3 separate regions of the Mus musculus genome follow, and regions 2 and 3 are each linked to region 1. Evidence: chromatin contacts called from public Hi-C data. All regions are on one chromosome and are shown on one strand. The core of a region is the stretch at or near the end of the contact, and the rest is flanking DNA. Distances in the headings are between cores, read along the strand shown.

The links. A called contact is a pair of places that touch in the nucleus more often than the background predicts.
Region 2: a contact with region 1 is called in a Hi-C map of cortical neurons, with 4 times the contacts expected there. The contact joins the enhancer-like site here to the promoter of Ptprg in region 1. A contact is called at or near these places in 2 of 39 promoter capture datasets (hippocampal neurons and second pharyngeal arch cranial neural crest) and 4 of 484 Hi-C or Micro-C datasets (the N1E-115 cell line, cerebral cortex and cortical neurons).
Region 3: a Hi-C map of muscle stem cells shows a contact between it and region 1, with 4 times the contacts expected there. The contact joins the promoter of Pxk here to the promoter of Ptprg in region 1. A contact is called at or near these places in 2 of 39 promoter capture datasets (cranial neural crest and frontonasal cranial neural crest) and 1 of 484 Hi-C or Micro-C datasets (muscle stem cells).

What each region holds. Positions count from the first base shown.
Region 1 is chr14:11,551,938-11,555,182 of GRCm38.p6, reverse strand. It overlaps Ptprg (protein tyrosine phosphatase, receptor type, G), which reads right to left and starts at 1,630. Exons shown (of 30, transcript NM_008981.3): 1 at 851-1,630. The coding sequence starts at 935.
Region 2 is chr14:8,458,532-8,461,750 of GRCm38.p6, reverse strand. All of the region lies in intron 14 of Cfap20dc (CFAP20 domain containing), which reads left to right. Among named protein-coding and RNA genes, the nearest start is that of Gm46492, 4.0 kb to the left of the region's middle. Within about 2 kb of position 1,345, at least 21 of the 459 cell types and tissues checked have an H3K27ac peak or open chromatin away from gene starts, as enhancers often do. A contact at or near this core is called in cortical neurons and hippocampal neurons, where this site is marked.
Region 3 is chr14:8,096,444-8,099,696 of GRCm38.p6, reverse strand. It overlaps Pxk (PX domain containing serine/threonine kinase), which reads right to left and starts at 1,486. Exons shown (of 18, transcript NM_145458.4): 1 at 1,281-1,486. The coding sequence starts at 1,382.

The sequences.
Region 1 (3,245 bases), core at 381-2,880:
GCAAAGATGAAAGTAGGGAGGGCACGCCAGACAGCCAAAAAATCTGCCCGGACGCCAGAAGCTACCCAGCTGTCGACCCGCGCCCTGAACTTGGACCCAAAAGAAAGATACAGAAAGGGACCGTGAGCCCAGTGAAGCAGGGGTCTAGCGAAAAACTCCCTGCTCACTGCTTCCTGCTCTCCCGAGGCTCCCAGGCCCCCCGCGTCTAGGGAGCTGCCTCCCGCTTGCACTGAGGCGTAGCCCGCACCTCAGCCGGGAGCAAGGCTGAAAGGAGGCGGCCCGGCGACTACAACGCGGGCTGCTCCCCACATCCTGACTTCTCTGCAGCCAGCCTCCGCCTTCCATCCCCAAACGCCGCCCTCCCCCCTACAAAGGGTCGGAGGGATGCAAAGTGAGCCACGATTATGAGCTCCTTCTATCCCCGCAGAAGCAACGGGAGCACCCCATATTACTCAAACCAACAGAGCATCCTTCCCACAGCCAATCTCCCCAGACATCCTATCGTGCAACTATAGCCCTCCGGATCAGCTCCGGATCAGCAAAGCAAGTCGCCTTCCCCCGCCCTCCCATACTCCAGATGCTTCAAGCTTCCCAAGCCACAGTCAGAGCACATCTCTGAGTCCCCAACCCTCCCTTCCAGCCCGCCACTGCTTCTGCCCTCTCTGACCATCAGCCTCCTAGAACACTGCCGGAGCCAATGAAGCAGAGCTCTCTTTCCTCCTCGGTAGCCCGGCCCCCCTTCACCCTCTCCGCGGTCCCTAGACTGGCGCCCAAGCTCCGCGCCCCGGCGACAACTCCGCATACCCCGCGCGCCGGCCAGAGACGCGTCCCATCGGCGGCCCTCACTCACCCGGGAAGCACACCACATAATGAAGCACAGAACTGGTGATTTTCAGGAACAAAATCCACCAACACGGTTCCAGTAACCTCCGCATGTCCGAAAACGCACATCGAAAAGAGAAAGGCAGGGGGGGTAAACTTGTTGAATAAGTTCTTGCTTCCGAGCGAGGCTCCGCTAAGCCTGGAGGCTTTCACGGCTCGCCCGCCACACGGGGCCCCCCACACTCGGCCACCGGTCCCGCTGGAATCCGGGAAGCTGCCAAGCGCTCCCGAGAAAACCTCAAAAAGTGACCGGGAATGCAAAGCCAAGCTAGGGACGATCCTCTCGGAGGAGAAGGGCTGCTTTCCGCTCAGACACGATCCAGCCGACAGGCAGGGCGAGGAGAAGACGCACGGCGGCAGAGCCCGGGGCCCGGAGCAGGCAGGGACCGCGGGTGGCGGTGGCTAGCAGCGGAAGAGCCCCAAGTTGAGTCGGCAGCGCAGCGCAGCCCGAGAACCAGCGGGCGACGGCGGGGCTGTGCGCGGCGCGGCGGCTCCGGGCTTCAGGCGGGCAGCTCCTTCCAGGGCCCCGGCAAGGAAGGAGGCATGTCTGCGAGCCTGGAAAGGGAGGGAAGCGGCGGGGCGGAGCGCAGAGCCCCCCAAAACACAAACGGCCAGTGGAGCGCAGGGAAACACAAAGGATCTCAGAGGGGCGCCGGGGCGAGGGCGCCTTCAGTCCATGCTCCTGAAAGTTGTGGCTCCGGCGCAGGCTGGGGAGGAACCGAGAGCGCGGGGCTGGAAACTGGCCATGCCTCCATACAGGAAGTAACATGTGAGCATGGATCCTGGCAGAGACTTTAAAGCCGGCGAGCGGGCGAGCGAGCGAGCTGGGGGCGCGCGGCGGCGGGGGCGCGCAAGCACGGGCGCGCGGTGACGCGCATCCCCGAGCTGCCGCCGGCGGGGGCGCGCGTCTCTTAAAGCGGCCGTGCTGGGCTCCGGCTTCCAAGGACTTGCACTACTCTCCTCTCCAGGCGTGCCTAGGGCTATGGGTGTGCGTTTAGGGGAGCTGGTAACCCTGAAGACAGGGAAGAGACCAGCTGCCATCCAGGGTCGGCATGGCTTTGCTCCATTTTCGAGTTCTTAAAGACGAAGTACGGATTCGGAGAGATCCCTGACCTCGTTCATGGATCCGGAACTTGGGGGAGGGGGAAAGGGTGGTCTGGTTGGAATCTGGGGGAGAGGAAAGGACCAGCAGCTACATTTTCATGGAGAGGGGACTTCCGTAAGGCCTCACCACCTGGACGGTGTCTTGACGGGGTGCACCTCCAGCGTCCCTCTCCTGCTGCGTTCCCGGGCTAAGAGACAAAGCCCAGCGGCCTTTGCACTCAGGTTTCATTGAGGTTTTTTTGTTGTTGTTGTTTCCCCTTCCCCCTTTCCGAGCTTCCATTGTTCGAATCTACCTCTGGGAGATAGGGAAAGGGACGGGAGTCCATCCCAGGCTAGCAAAATCCAGCTCCAGGCCCACATCGGCTTTTCCCAAACCACGAAGGTCTGTCGTGGACTTTTCCCCAAACTACGAAGGTCTGTCGCGGAGTTTTCCCAACCCCCGGATTCGGGAAGAAGGTGGCTGCAACTTGGCCTGGTTAGGCAGAGGGCAAATGAAGTGCGCCTCTCACCCGGGGCAGGGGAAAGCAGCACCCCGGGGCAGGACTGGTTTCCCGCAGCCGTCCTAGGAGACACGGCTTAAGTAAACTACAGGGAGAGGCATCCGGGGGAAATGCAAGGGCTAGGTTTATCTGTAATGAGTTTTGTCCCTTGGCTCTCACAGAGATCTTTATCGCTTGGGCTTTTCAGCAACCTATTTTTTCCTCCTACGTTGGTGCTAAAAGAGGGGAGGCAGGTTTTGGTTTGGGTTTTTTTTTTCCATCAAATTTGTAATTGAGCCAACGTAATTAGCCATTTGTATTTTTTTCATAGTTGTTCTGCCACTCTATGAAAAGGATATGGACATATTTTTAAAGTGTCCCCTTGCCGTTTCATCGCAACGCGGCACTGTCCCACACCCACCCAAACATCTCAACCGGATGTTCTTTCGGTTTTCAAATACTATACAGATGCTCTGAGAGTCTGTGGCATTGTTTAGGAAAGCAGTCTCGCACCCACAATTCCAAAGGAAAAACCTCTGAAAAGTTTGGGGTGCAAAACTAGTAAATGCCAGGAAGTTCCTGGAACGGGCCCCCAGATCTATCTTTAGCCAAACCCCGCAAACACCCTTCCCGTGCTAGGCAATGAGGCCAATCTGTTTGCTTTGGAATTTGACACTTCCTGGTTTTGTTGCACTCGAGGGTCGCTCTTGAGTGCTCATGATGACCAGTTCCCTTGAAAAATGGGTTGGAGGGATGGATATCCCAGTGCCAGTCAGAGCG
Region 2 (3,219 bases), core at 96-2,595, 3.1 Mb after region 1:
CACAAAATAGAATATTTGCAGTACAAGGGTTACAGCCCGCAATATATAAACAAAACACAAATCAGTAGGAAAGAAAATAGAGACAACCCAAAAGAAAAATAAAATGGCCAAGACTGACGAGGGATATATAAATACCCTGCTTGGGACGTTGTGTGTGCACTGCCAATGGGTGTGAGTACACTGCTGGGTAGGTGTGAATATAGCATGTAAATGCCACAGTGGATGTAGATATGCCAAGAAGGTATGAACTCCTGCAGGAAAGGGGTGTAAATGTCCCACCAAGGGGGTGTGAATGCACTGCTGGAGGGCACTGACGACAATTACGATGTACTGCCCGGGGATATACGTTCATCTAACTGCTTTGGAAAACTGTTTCATACGAGCTAAACATATCATGGCTTTTTATCCAGAGATAACACTTCTTCATACATATCCAATAAAAGGCACAGAGAGGTGCGCATCCAAGTCACATCTAGAGGTTGAATGTCCATTCCACCCCTTAGAACTGCTATGACGATTATGTTTAAGTGAAAGCAGTTGAGCTACAAAACAAGATCTTGGCTTTTTCTTTATCTAAAGCAGCACCTGAAACAGTTGCCATTAGTCACCAGTGCCCAGAGGAATTTCCTGCTAATTTAGCTATATATACACAGGTACCCCCATTAACGTCAGAAGTCCTTCCTAACTTTCCCATGGAACCCCTGGGGCTCATCCTCCCTGCTCTGTTGCTCTGCGAGCCTTTATTCCCAGTTATTCGGTGTGTCACCCATTGCTGACAGAGCTCCACCTGCACTGTCAATAAGCTTCGCCTTCTCATTGTACACTGTAGTTGATCTGCAGACCCAAGCAGCATAAGGGCCTCAAGCTGGAGAGAACTGGCTTTGTATGCTAGAAGAGATAAATAAACTGTGCGATATTCACAAGACAGAATACTAATTACACCCAAAAGTATGGATGAATTTGTCAAATACAGTATTTAGAAAAGACTCTGGATAGCACATACGGGATGTTTCCATTCCTACAGGGATCAAACTTGCGTTTTGAGGTGTAGCGTCGCCATCTGGTGGCCACGAGGAAAAGAGCATGATGTCTAAAAGGAGCAAGAGGGGACTCTTGCCTGACTTGCATTGCAGTCCGTCCCTGAATTGTGCATTTATTACATGTGCACCTTTCCATGCAAAGTTCACGGTGCAGTTCTGGTTGATGCAGATGCTCTCTCTGGTCCTGCAGTGTCTGTCGCTGTTTCACAGTTCTGCATGTTGCTTTCTGCAGAGTTGAGAACCGCGTGAAGGCTGAATAGCTGCTATGCTAACACTGAGTAACCGCAGTGCCTCCACCAGCCTGGCCAGTGGAAATAGTTATTACCCTCCCTCAGAAGCCTAATGGGCTTGCAGGAATGGCCCAGCCCAGTGCCACAGGATCATTTCATCTCAAGTGTTTTTTGAAAATAGCATTTCCCCTTCATATCTGTTTAAAAGTCCATTTGTCGCGCACATCGGCATCCTATCACAATATTTCTCATTAACTGAAATGTTACAATTAACGCACTCTGCAACTGCGGGGAAAAATTAATCTCGTCAGCGGAATATCCTGTCAGCTTTCTCAGCTCTTTATTTTTGTGTGCAGCCAGTCAACACTGTGGGGTTGGGGGGGGGGAGACAAATTATTCACCTGATAGAGCCTTTTTTCAACATACCCTTGTTGTATTTGAGTACTGAAACTAGAGGTATAGCCCAACATTCCAAAGGAAATGGAAACCACTATGCAAATGCCATTTCCGAGAACCCAACAGCTTAGTGAGGGAGCCCACACCTGTGCTTTACAGAAGCCCACAGGGCTGAGTTACAGCACTGAATTAAACCCCGCCTACTCTCTAAGTGCTGCTAAAATCTCGAAGGAAGGCTTATATGAATTTGTATTTGTATTCTAATTTTAGGACGGTTAATTTTCTTGGGTTAGAAAAGGCTGCAGTTTCCTGCTCTTAAGGCTGAGTTAGAATGCATTCAGCATGCCCTTGCCGTAAAAGCTTGTAAAGATGCTACATGGAGCTGCTCCACTTGGGAGCTCTTTCTGGAATTTCAAGTAAGCCACCACTCATACTTGCACACTGGTAGATTCTACCTTATGACACTGTGTGTCCTCACTGGGCAGTCTGTGTTCACGTCTCATCCGTACCTCTTTTTTTTTTTTTTTTTTTTTTTTTTTTTTTTTTAAGCACGGGAATACCCAGGCCTATGGAGCTCATAGCTTGAGACAGGATGGGAGAGTTTTCGCTTTGCCCTTACTTGACTTTGAATATTTAGGGAAAATTCTCAGTTTGCAGATTTAGCTAATGGCACTACAATGTCACTCTTCTCTGTTTAACATTCAGCTTTGTTAATCAAGAAAAGCATAGATTGGCTCTTTGCATGTTGATTAAATTGATTACAGCTGTGGGCCTTGATAGCACTTTTTTTTTCCCCAAGTGTCTCTAATTAATCAGACAATGCTTGATTGGGCTTTTCTGCTTTGAGGAGATAAACTGACTTCCTCCAGAACTTTCACCCTGAATATCTCTCCGTGGCAAGGTAAAGATGTGAGTCACTTGCCAGGGTGACTTTTCGGTTTCCTTTCATCCTTCAGCAACTAAAGAAATGGAAAGAGGAAAGAGAAGAAGCAGAGAGAGAGTGGGGGGGGGGGGCTTTTGAAAGACAAATTAAAGTCTAATAGGACTCAGCTGAACCCAAATTTGGAAAGAAAGTCTGTGTCCCTGGAAGCTCTTAGGATGGCCTGCCCTCTACAGGGAAGTGTCTCTTTGCTCTCCTGCTCTAAACATTCTTTGTCAACCTGTGTTCTCTGAAGTGTCAAGTGTAGTAGCCTGGTGCTTCCTTTTCCTCAGATTCGAGTTGCAGGAAGGAGGTTTTACATGGCCACCCACTTTTTAGTCATATCTCCAGTTGAAGCACCTGTCATTCATGCAGATACAACCCTGACCACTTCCTGGAACATTGCCAGCATTGAAGAAGACCTGAGATGCTCTGTGATCATCTCTGGAGTCCATCCATCAAGTGAGGCAGGCCACTAGAACCTTGGCTTATGTGGCAGGAGGTGACAGTGAGAAAGGCAACCTGATTTCCTGTCCCTTCCCATCAGTAGATGGGTCTATAAAGCCTGGTGCCAGCAAGCAAGCACTTGCTCACCTTAATCTCGGCCACTGGATGTTGTTAGATACGTCAGAAG
Region 3 (3,253 bases), core at 237-2,736, 3.5 Mb after region 1:
GCCAGGTTGTTCCGACTTTCACAACCATCTCTACACAAACAGGAAACGGGGCACAGTGAGGTTGCAATCCATTCACTGATCTGTTCAATCGACACATATGAGATGCTATCAGACAGAGACCCTCCTGTCAAAGCTTGGAAGAGAGGAAATTACAGAACCATCCTGGTGTCCATACTGCCTAGGGTAATAGCTACGCAGGAAGGAAGGCTTTCTAGAGGAAGTGGTCTCTGAGCATCCATCTCTTTAGTATTAAATAGACCTAAAACACCCTATGAGGTTATAAGACTTACTTGCCAGTAATCCAGTCAAAAAACATAATTTGAAAGAATTATTATTACCTTCCATAAACATGGCCTTAAATACTCACTTTGCAACAAATTACAAGCGCAACAAACTCATAGATTTTTGGTGCCTTTCATAAGTTTCTACAATAGGACTTAGGATGTTACCTACCATTGGGAGAAAAAGTGCATTTTTTAAAAAAAGACAGTCATTTCTCTAAGTGAGAATAAATGCTTTCAACAATCCTGACCTACAAAGCAAGGCTGTCGGAGAGGTAACAGGGCTCTAAAAAGTCCTGCTTTAATACATCAGAATGAAAGATCTCTTTGACTAGCGAAGAATTTGAACATACACACACAGAAACAGAGATAAACACACAGGGAACGTCAGAAACAAGAGACAGAGACAGCGAGATGGAAAAAGAGACGGCGAGACAAAGAGACAGAGACACAGAAGGCTTTTGTGGGGCTTTAGCCTCCAGATGATGAACCCCCAAACACTGCTTGATAAACAAGACTCTGGGCTGGAATCTGATTTGCTGGCCTGACAAAACATTACAATCTCAGGAATCCCAATCCCACCCCCACCCCATTCATCATTTCCTCGATCAAGTCCTAGAGGCTACAAGCTCCCCGGTTTTTACTGGTTCCTAGGGTTTACTGCTTGTAAATTACAAGACATAGAGCACCTTTCCAAAAGGAAAAAGGGGGGGAAGTACCGGCAAATGAAAGCAAGCGTGGCTTTAAAGCCCCATAAAAGACTGCATGTGGCAGAAATGAACTCGCCTGTGCGTACTACGAGCACCGAGGGCTCCCCTAAGCCACTCCAGGGGGTCTGGGATGCGCGGGCACGCCGCCCCGGCCGCGGCCCGGCAGGAGGGAGGCAGCGGGCTCACACACCTGCCCGGCTCCGGTGCCCGCGCCCTGCCGCGCCGCGCCGCCGTCCGGCCTTCGCCCGGCCCCCGCCCTCGGCCCCGGCCTCCCGCCCCAGCCGCGCACCGTGTGCGACTGCAGACTCTGGCTCGCCTCGACGGCCGCTGTCAGCGGCACCGTGTCGTCCAGCAGCACCTTGCCAGCCGGCGGCTTCTCCATGAAGGCCATCCCGGGCCGCCGCCGCCGCTGCCTCTGAAGCCGGGGCAGGAACCGGAGGCGCCGAGCCCCGCCACCCGCCGCGTCCCGCCGCCGCTGCTGTCAACGCGCACCGCCCCGCGCCCCGCGCGCCGCCGCCGCCCGCGGGTCCTAGCGCCGGTCGTCTCTGCCTGCCGGCTGTCAACACCAGTCTGCCCGACCTCGCTGGGTCCTAGCGCCGTTCTTCACGGCAGGGTAGGTGACTGCTATCGTCGTCCCATGGTTGCAGTCAGAGGCATTATGTCCCTTGCTCTCTTGGCGCCTCCTCGCCCCCGCAGCGTATACTCAGTACTGTGAGCTCCTGGCCTCGGGCGAGGAGCACAAAACTAAACCATTACCACCACATCTCGCACTGCTTCTCTGGACTCTAACAGAACTGAGCTTTTCAGATGAACCGTTCAGAAACTCAGGCTGGTAGATTTGAGACCCTACTGCTCCTAATCACACTTTCCTGCCCAAGGACCTTAGGACTCAGGATATAACAAAAAACAACTTCAGGGTGGCTTCTCAGTCTGAGTTTATAGACCAAACTTTGTAAACCAAATCTGGATTCATGTTTTAAACCTGGATCTTCAGGAGAACCTAGGTGCCACACTCTCATAACTGGATCCCACGGGGTTTAGTTCCTAATCTTTAAACAATAAGCTTTAAGACAGAGGTGGAAAAATAAAATAAAATAACTGATGCAAAGATTTCCCTGCTTGTATGCTTGGTCCTAGCTCACAGTTGAGCTTTAAAGTCTTTGAAACCAAAGAACACTCAGATCTCTTAGACGGTGAGAATATTTGGTCGGTCCTAGAACAGGCTCCAAGAACCTCAAACTCAGAACTATCAAACTTGATGATCAACTTGTCAGTACCAAATCTACCCTGCTCACCTTAACCCAAGACCACAGCCTTCCAGGATAATAATGAAATTAAACTTAGATCAGATGACTAGGACCCTGTTGAGGGTCTGTGTGATCTTGAATAAGTCTCTCTCTCTCTTTCTCACACACACACACACACCACACACACCCTGAGACCTCACTCTTCCATTGGCAAAACTAAGTAAATGCCATGTAGAATGTGTAATAGGAATGCAATTGGACAGGAAGGAACTTTGCACATATTTAAAATCTCAAACAATATGCATTCCATCCTGACAATTCACAGAACAGAGATTTATTTCTGCTTGTTTCCACTGAATTTCTATTATTTTATTCATAGAAACCAAGCTTCTTTGTGCATCCATCACCACTGCGATGACATCATAGCAAAGGTCTAGATTGCTCTTGACGGTTATTCTCTTCAGAGTTCAGGCTTAGAGATTGCTGGGCAACCCCAAGGAGCCAAGTGACACCAGAGTGCCTTCAGGGGCCAATGCTCAGAGGAGACCTGGGGATCTTCTTAATTTAGCCCTAAATCAATGAGACCTCTTCTTGCATCTCATTTTTATTCCTATGTGCTTTAGAGCAGTAATCCACTAAAGCCAAACCATGTGTCACTTTAGGACGGTTCCACTCCTTTCCTCCATTGCTTTGTTTAAGGACAGGGAGTATTTAATTGTCAGAGGAACAGAAACACAAAGTCTGCATTATTACTCTGGTCATGGTGGGGATCCATCAAGGCAAGGCCATGTTCATATTTCGTTGGTGGGAATATAAAGTGGCCTAACCCTTATGGAAGGCATTAAGTCACTCAGTGAGTATTTACTGATTTACTGAGAACCTACCATGTAATAAGCTGAGTGGTTGTGCTGGGATTTAATAATGCATATGAAAGGCTTGACCACATCTCACCTTGAGACTGCGATTCTATCTCTAAGAGGGCTATACTTAAGAAAGCAATGAGAGCTTCACACAG